Regions from separate parts of the Mus musculus genome. Here region 1 is linked to region 2. The links are chromatin contacts, called in public promoter capture Hi-C maps. All regions are on one chromosome and are shown on one strand. Each heading gives the region's core, a stretch centred on a gene start, on an enhancer-like site or on the middle of the called end of the contact. The rest is flanking DNA. Distances are from core to core; before and after follow the strand shown. Region 1 overlaps Frmd6 (FERM domain containing 6). Region 2 holds the start of Trim9 (tripartite motif-containing 9).

Region 1 (3,547 bases), core at 502-3,001, 530 kb before region 2:
GGTTAGGAATGGGCACTCCTTCCCCCTCTCAGCCTGAGACCCTTGTCTAGCTGCGACCTGTGCAGCCCTCGTGTGCTGCCAGAGTCTCGGGGAGTCTGTGAGCACAGTGCACACCTTAAATTACCTTTATGTGTCTGTCACTTGACAGTGTGACCAGAGCTATCTAGCTTGAGAACTCTGGGTAGCTGGACACATATAGACTGGTAGACACAAACTGAGCAGAAGAGCTGCGTTCCCCTTCCCAAACTTTGCCCTAGACTACTCTGTACCTCTGTAATATCCTTTATATATAATATACTCCTAAATGTGCGAGCAAATAAGCCAGGTTTCTCACTGTTGAAGAAAGAAGCCATAAGCAATGGAAAGAAGAGGCGGACTGAATCTCATGGAACTGGATTGTCATCAGAAGTGTTAACTCGAGCTCACGGATATCACAGAAAGTGTGTGGAGGAACTTTTGCCAAAACTAACATCACCATAAGGACATAAATAATTAGTGTGCCCCATGATACTGTACAGTGAGAATGGCACTTTATCATTTATCTGATATCCCCACCCAAATCACGCATAACCTGAATTAACCATAAGGAAACATAAACCAAACCCAAATTAAAGGACATTCCACAAAGTAACCTGACTGTTCTCTTAAAAAAAGAAAAGGGGGAGGAAAAAAAAAAAGCCAAGGCCACAAGGGAGGCTGAGGGGTGGCTGAAGAATAAAGACTTGAAACCAGACCATCTGTGACTATGATGGACAGTCCTAGGACCCCTGGAGAAAACTAAAGACTACTTAGCACTGGGGCATGGACTTCCTGATTGTAATGTTGCCACGTGGTTACGTAGAAGATGCTGCTGGTCTCACGTGTGGAGAGATGGGAAACAGGAAGGTAGATCACAGATGGAGGAAGAAATGTTGGTGTTAATACCTAAGGAGACTCTCATTGTCTTCTTGGAACTTTGAAATTATTTCAATACAAAACTGAAAGAATGGCATTGTGATTCTTGCTATTTAGATGGATTTTTAAAGAGTGTTAGATTGACTGAATCTTAAAAATGCCAATGTTCAAAGTACATTCTTTCCAACTATTGAACAGACAGTGACAATTTCAGTCACCAATTTAAAATGGTGTGAGTGGCTTCAAGGCAGTAAAGCCATCCTCCACACCCCGATGGTGGATACATGCAGTACATCTGTCTAAAGTCGTGGGATACAAACACCAGGAGGGAAGCCACGTGGGAAGGATGGACTCTGGGCGATAGAGTGTCAGGTTGGGGATGACAGTGGGGACGCTATACCTGCATGTGCATGGTGTTCTAGAACCCTCTATACTTCCTCCTCACCTGCCTGGGAATCCAAATCCACACTAAGAACGAAAAACCTGTGATGCAAATTCTGAAATGCACGTCCATCCTGCAAAGCTGGCACAACAGCAGCTTCTGTCTGTCACATTACATTGTCTTGACAGTGAGGGAAGTCTGGTGGCATGTCTGAACCCCTTCAGACACGACTGCTAGCCAGCAGTAGAACCAGAATCTGAACCAGGTCACCTGACTGCCGTTCCACTGCTCTTTCACCACACTGCAAACTCTCCTTTAAAGAGCAACTTAAAAGCTCTTGTTTGGAATCTGGAGGAAGCTATGAACTGGTTTTCTTGGACCGGCTTGTTGAACCACAGAGATCAACAGTCTGGCTGCAGGTGCAGAAGGAAGAACGCCTTTGAGGGCACAGCAAGAGTCGTCTGGAATCTAGGCAGCAGCTTCCCGCTTCTAGACCCAAAGATGGTGGTTAGCCTTCCTGTTTTCACTGCACTGACTACTACAGGAGTGAAGCAGAGGGCAAATGGCTGACATGCAGGGCTGTCTGCATTCCTCATTCCATGTTCCAAGAAAGGCAACCGAACACAGTTCCCATTTTGGAAGAAAGGGAGCCCGCTTTTTCTGTTGACAATATATTTTCTAACTTGGCAGATATAAACATTCACAGCACCGACCAGATTCTCAAACTATCACAACCTTTAGATTTAAAACAATCCGAGAAAACGACTATACACATAAATGTAGAGAGTATAATTAAACACAAGTAAATCTCCTTGAAAAAGATGAGCAGACATGTTAAAATATTCTGAGATTTAAAAAGTAAAGCGGAGAAATTTCTAGATATACTTTGACATAAGAGAGCTTTTAACAAATGGCTGTAAGTCCCAAGGGTCTGGTGCTAAGTAAGGGACATGAGACAGGGAGTGCCTATGAAATCCTTCCCTGCAAATTCCTAATATAATGGTGGAAGAAAATGACTGCATTTTACAGTCACACCGCCTGACTAGAAAAAAGAAAAGGACGTGACGAAAAACAGAAAAAAAAAATTCAATTAATCCATCACTGTCATACTTTTAATTGCAAGAGAATCTGAACAGAAGAAAGGCAGTTTTACTATGTTCAAAATTTTGGTAATGTCACAAGCCATTATCATTTGTAGCGTTGTAGATGGTAATGACAAATGACAAAAACCATCTCCTTTCCTCCAAGATAGGGCTGGTCTCCGTGGTCACGAAAACAGCAGCAACAATAAAAACCAAGCCTGGCTCATTAAAACAAAATGAAACAAAAGGAACGACATTACTAAGTCTAAAACGTAACAACAATAATAAAAATCCCAAATCACATAAGAAGTACATCAGCTGACATTGGAAAATAAATACTACACTTGGAACGGGGATCAGTGGATGGGTATTTTGACAGCTCACGTAGCACGATGGCTTTAGACTTTAAAATGTCATGTCCTTGGAGACAGTTGGCTAAAGATACCAGAGAGTGGACTGAAACTTACTTTGTATAACACTGAGACCAAAGAGGTGACTGTCCTTTAACCTGAGCAGGTCACACACCTGGACCAGCAACTGGTGACACAGAATTTTAACCTGTGGGAGGGAGAGAAAAAGAAAGACACTTGAGCTACTTAAATTCAGCCACACTGACACAATCAGGCACTTTTTAAACTTTGTAAATCTACACCTTCACAGGACACCCTGACATCAGTAAAATCACCCCTGGTTTTTGGAAATCTCTGCAACCTGGGGCTGTGTCTCAATGACTATCAGTTGTACAGCATGATAACCGGGTACCAATGCAATCTTACACAAGACTCATAAATCTCATGACACGTGGGTCAGGGTCTCAGATCATGCATGAAAAACAGGGCCTTTAGAAGAGCTTGCTCCATTAAAGGTATTTACTTGGCAGTATGTTCTGTCTTTTACCATTTTTTCTTACATGAATGGATACATTTTTATACAGTATTCAATGTTTTGGTATAAGTATACCCTACAGCGGTGTTCTCAAATGCTGTGATCCTTTAACACAGGTCGTCATATTGTGGTGAACTGCCTTCATATAGTTATTTTTGTTGCTACTTCATAATTGCAATTTTACCACTTTTTTTTAGATTTATATATTTATTATATGTAAGTACACCATAGATGTCTCATTACAGATGGTTGTGAGCCACCATGTGGTTGCTGGGATTTGAACTCAGGGCCTTCGGAAGAGCAG
Region 2 (4,052 bases), core at 114-2,613:
CTTAAGAATTAACTACTTAACATGAGCAAAGTGTCTTTGGACTAATAGTCTATATATCCTGCACTAATATAGATGATGCCCCAATCAAATCTTAAGAAACACTTTGCCTATAAACAGACTGCATATAACATTAGCAGCTCCGGTCTCAACTAATTAAAATGTGGGTTAGGAATAAACCCTGTAGGATCTGTGACTAACATAGTTTTAAATAACAATGTGAATTTTCCTCCCACACAACCAATGATCAACTACTGTAATCATTGTGCTAAAAAATATATTTGCAAGATAATTCAATTTATTTGTACTATTTCTCCAAAATCAAGATTATAGAAAGTACTTCTTTTCTCTGGGAAAAAAAAAAGTGCTTTTAAATTATAAAGTAAGCTATGAATAATTGTTATCTTCTGGAAATTGAAAATTTGGAAGATCCCACGAACTTGAAAACCATTTTTGTCACTTGCTTCATGAATCACTCGGAAAATTAACTATGTATGCTCCCAAGATAAATTACTTCCTTGGAATGTCACTAGATTCAAAGATTCTCCCCCATTGAGTAGCAGGCTGATATCTTTATTCAAAGATTCTATCATTGTCATCATTTCAAGGGTTATACAGGCAAGAGGCAGGACTTATTATCTCTAGCACCGTTTGGGGGAAAGAGAAATCGGTTAGAATATAAGGGCTATCACTGGATCCCTCGTTATCTTACAGAAGCAGAAATAATATCCCACCCCTCTTCTGGAATTTATGGTAGATGCTAAGGGCATGTGACATTGGATAATATTGTTTGGAATCTTCAGTACCATAGCGATTCGTTCACATAGCTAGTTAACAACCGATAAACACTCAGAAATACACAAACACTGCCTGACTCAACTCAACTAACCTTCCTGGGGCCTCTCGAAAACTGGGGGATGGAGCTTCGGGAGGTTGGGGAGGGTGAGAGGTACCTTTGCTCCAAGGCGTAGGGCCTCCGCACATTTAAAGCATGTAGCGATGGTGGCACAGCTTTTGGGGGAATGCTGAGCCTTTGCCTCGGGTAGGGAAAAAGCTACCAGGGATGCAGAAAGGGGACACTGCAGCCATGGCACACCACCATCTTCCCTAAACACCAGAGATGCGGGCGCTCCAGCTGCTTCTGAGGGTTGGAGAAAAGCCCAAAAGGCTCCAGGAAGGCTCGGGGGAGGTGCTGGCTCTACGCCAGCAGCGGAAGGAGAAGGGGTGGGTCGGCATGCAGACCAAAGCTGGAAGGCAAGCGCCAAGCGCTGGCGACAGGCAGCAGCAGCCCACTCGCGACCGGGAGGGGTTCTCACGCCCCCTGCTCCGGGGTGACTGCACCCGAGCTCAGAAGGAAGCGTGGAGGGGGGTAGGAAAGGATGAATCATCCCGCCCCACTTCTTCTCGGCTTGCGCCAGCCCCCTCCTAAAATCCCGCAGCAGCCAGCAGGCGATGCCGGGGCTCCAGCTCCGACTCATAGAGCCCTCAGCGACCTGCAGAGGAGAGGAGACGGACAAGGCGGGAGGCCAATAAGAAAGCAGCTCTCACGGCCACCGTCCGATGAGCCTCCGCTCCCTGGCGGGGCGGGGCTAGCAGTGGGAAGGGGGCGGACCCGGGCTGGCGCGCAGCGCGGAGGCTCGGTGGCTCACAGAGAGAGCGCATCCTGGGGAGTCGGCGCCTAGGCGACCGGGGAAGGCGCCACCACCGCCGCCGCTGGCCAAGGTGCTGGCCACCACAGGCCCATCGGCTGCTTCGCCAGGTCAGGCCCCCTCCGCCGCAGCCGCTGCTGCCTCGCTTCCAGCCAGGTCCCCATGGAAGAGATGGAAGAAGAGTTAAAATGCCCTGTGTGTGGCTCCTTCTATCGGGAGCCCATCATCTTGCCCTGCTCTCACAATTTATGTCAGGCGTGCGCCCGCAACATCCTGGTGCAGACCCCGGAGTCCGAGTCCCCCCAGAGCCGCCGGGCCTCGGGCTCTGGGGTTTCTGACTATGATTATCTGGACCTGGACAAGATGAGCCTGTACAGCGAGGCGGACAGCGGCTATGGCTCCTACGGAGGTTTCGCCAGCGCCCCCACTACCCCGTGCCAGAAGTCGCCCAACGGCGTCCGCGTTTTCCCCCCTGCTATGCCGCCACCGCCCACCCACCTGTCACCGGCTTTGGCCCCTGTGCCCCGCAATTCCTGCATCACCTGCCCCCAGTGCCACCGCAGCCTCATTCTGGATGACCGGGGGCTCCGCGGTTTCCCCAAGAACCGCGTCCTGGAAGGGGTCATCGACCGCTACCAACAGAGCAAAGCCGCGGCCCTCAAGTGCCAGCTCTGCGAGAAGGCGCCCAAGGAAGCCACGGTCATGTGTGAACAGTGCGATGTCTTCTACTGCGACCCTTGCCGTCTGCGCTGCCACCCGCCCCGGGGTCCCCTAGCCAAACACCGTCTGGTGCCCCCGGCCCAGGGCCGCGTCAGCCGGCGGCTGAGCCCGCGCAAGGTCTCCACCTGCACAGACCACGAGCTGGAGAACCACAGCATGTACTGCGTGCAATGCAAGATGCCCGTGTGCTACCAGTGCCTAGAGGAGGGCAAACACTCCAGCCACGAAGTCAAGGCTTTGGGGGCTATGTGGAAATTGCACAAGGTGAGTCCTATGCAACCCACCCCTGACTCCCCGCGCCCTAGGGTCCTCCAGATTTGCAGCACTCGGTCCCTCCTAGGGTGACAGCGCATCCCAGTGGGGGCGCAGTGCAAGTGCCTTCGGCGTCTGCCTTGAGATCTGGTGCATTGCAGGAGGCTCAGGGGACGTTTGAGGCGACGCAGGGAAGTTGAAGGTCTCCAGAGAGTGGTTGTAGGAATACCTTAGCACGGGTCTCCCTTCCCATGCATTCTGCCTGTGAGCTGGGCCTAAGATGCCCCCTCTTTAGTCTGCAGCCTATCTATGGTCGCCACCACCATAGGGCAAAGCCTACTTGGTTTGACGGAGGCTCGCGGGTGGCAGAGGCCTCCGGGCATGCGCCTCTACAGGGTGGGCTGAGGGCTTGGGAGACTAGGGCAGGTCGGGGCAGTGGGGTTGGGTAGACCTCAGGGGGCTATCTCAGCAAAGGAGACAGAAGCCCTGATGCACAGCGGGGGCGGGGAGAGACTCCGTGGCTGGAATACTGATGAGTTGGCTCTGAGCTGGACCTGACTCTGCTGAAAGAGAAGCAGGTCTGGGTGCCCAGAACTCCTGTGGTCCTATGGCATACAGTCTAGGCCTTAACCCTCGAGGGTGGGGACCTAAGGCTGAAGCAGAAGGACCAGAGTTTTCTGAGCGGTCGCGTACTAAAACCATCCTTCTCTCCAAACCTTTATTCCACCAGGGTTCAAACCTTTTCCCTTTCAGTAGCTGCGTGTACAAACTTTGAGACACCTGTTAGCAGAATTCCCTTTTGGGTCCCCTTTGATAGGGTCTCTCCCCGGGCTACCGAGAAAGAATGCTATTGACATGTTGTCTTGGGACTCCTCTACTCTGATGGCTTCGTGTGATTCTCAGACCATTCTTAGAACATTCTAGCAAAGCCTACTTGACGTGTTCCTCTTGTCCTCTTCCGCTGATTGACCCTGACTCTCTGCTTCTGTGTTTCTTGCTGTTCCTCAGCCAACCCCCGGGACCTTCCCTTGGCCTAAGCCTTTACATTTGTGTGTTCTTTCCCGAGATTCTCTTCCCCAGTGCCTAGACAGGGCAACCCTCCCTTATCTCATTAACTTTGTTCAGACGTGTTAAGCCCAGATGGAGACTGCAATGACCATTTGATGACCACATGCTTCAGACAGTCCTTTGTTCCCCGTTTTATTTTTCTCAGTAGTATTTATCACCATGATAACATGCACATGCTAATTATGCTGGCTTTGTACTTATCTATTGCTCCTTCCCCCACACGTACAAAACAAGATAAGCTTTGTGAGGAAAGAGCTCTTTTTTATTATTAGATATTTTCTTCATTTACATTTCAAATGTTATCCCGAAAGTCCCCTATACCCACCCCTCTCCTGCTGCCCTGCTCCCCTACCCACCCACTCACTC

The links. Promoter capture Hi-C pulls out the DNA fragments that hold promoters and counts their contacts.
Region 1: a promoter capture Hi-C map of hematopoietic stem and progenitor cells shows a contact between it and region 2, with 2.4 times the contacts expected there. The contact joins the enhancer-like site here to the promoter of Trim9 in region 2. A contact is called at or near these places in 9 of 39 promoter capture datasets (the HPC-7 cell line, cranial neural crest, embryonic stem cells and 5 more) and 3 of 115 datasets of contacts at active chromatin or transcription factors (astrocytes, embryonic stem cells and forebrain).

The regions. Positions count from the first base shown.
Region 1 is chr12:70,871,860-70,875,406 of GRCm38.p6, reverse strand. Frmd6 (FERM domain containing 6) reads right to left here. Exons shown (of 14, transcript NM_028127.3): 3 at 2,826-2,916. Among named protein-coding and RNA genes, the nearest start is that of Gm32664, 30 kb to the left of the region's middle. Within about 2 kb of position 1,751, at least 17 of the 459 cell types and tissues checked have an H3K27ac peak or open chromatin away from gene starts, as enhancers often do. A contact at or near this core is called in hematopoietic stem and progenitor cells, where this site is marked.
Region 2 is chr12:70,344,925-70,348,976 of GRCm38.p6, reverse strand. Trim9 (tripartite motif-containing 9) reads left to right here and starts at 1,363. Exons shown (of 14, transcript NM_001286388.1): 1 at 1,363-2,630. The coding sequence starts at 1,809.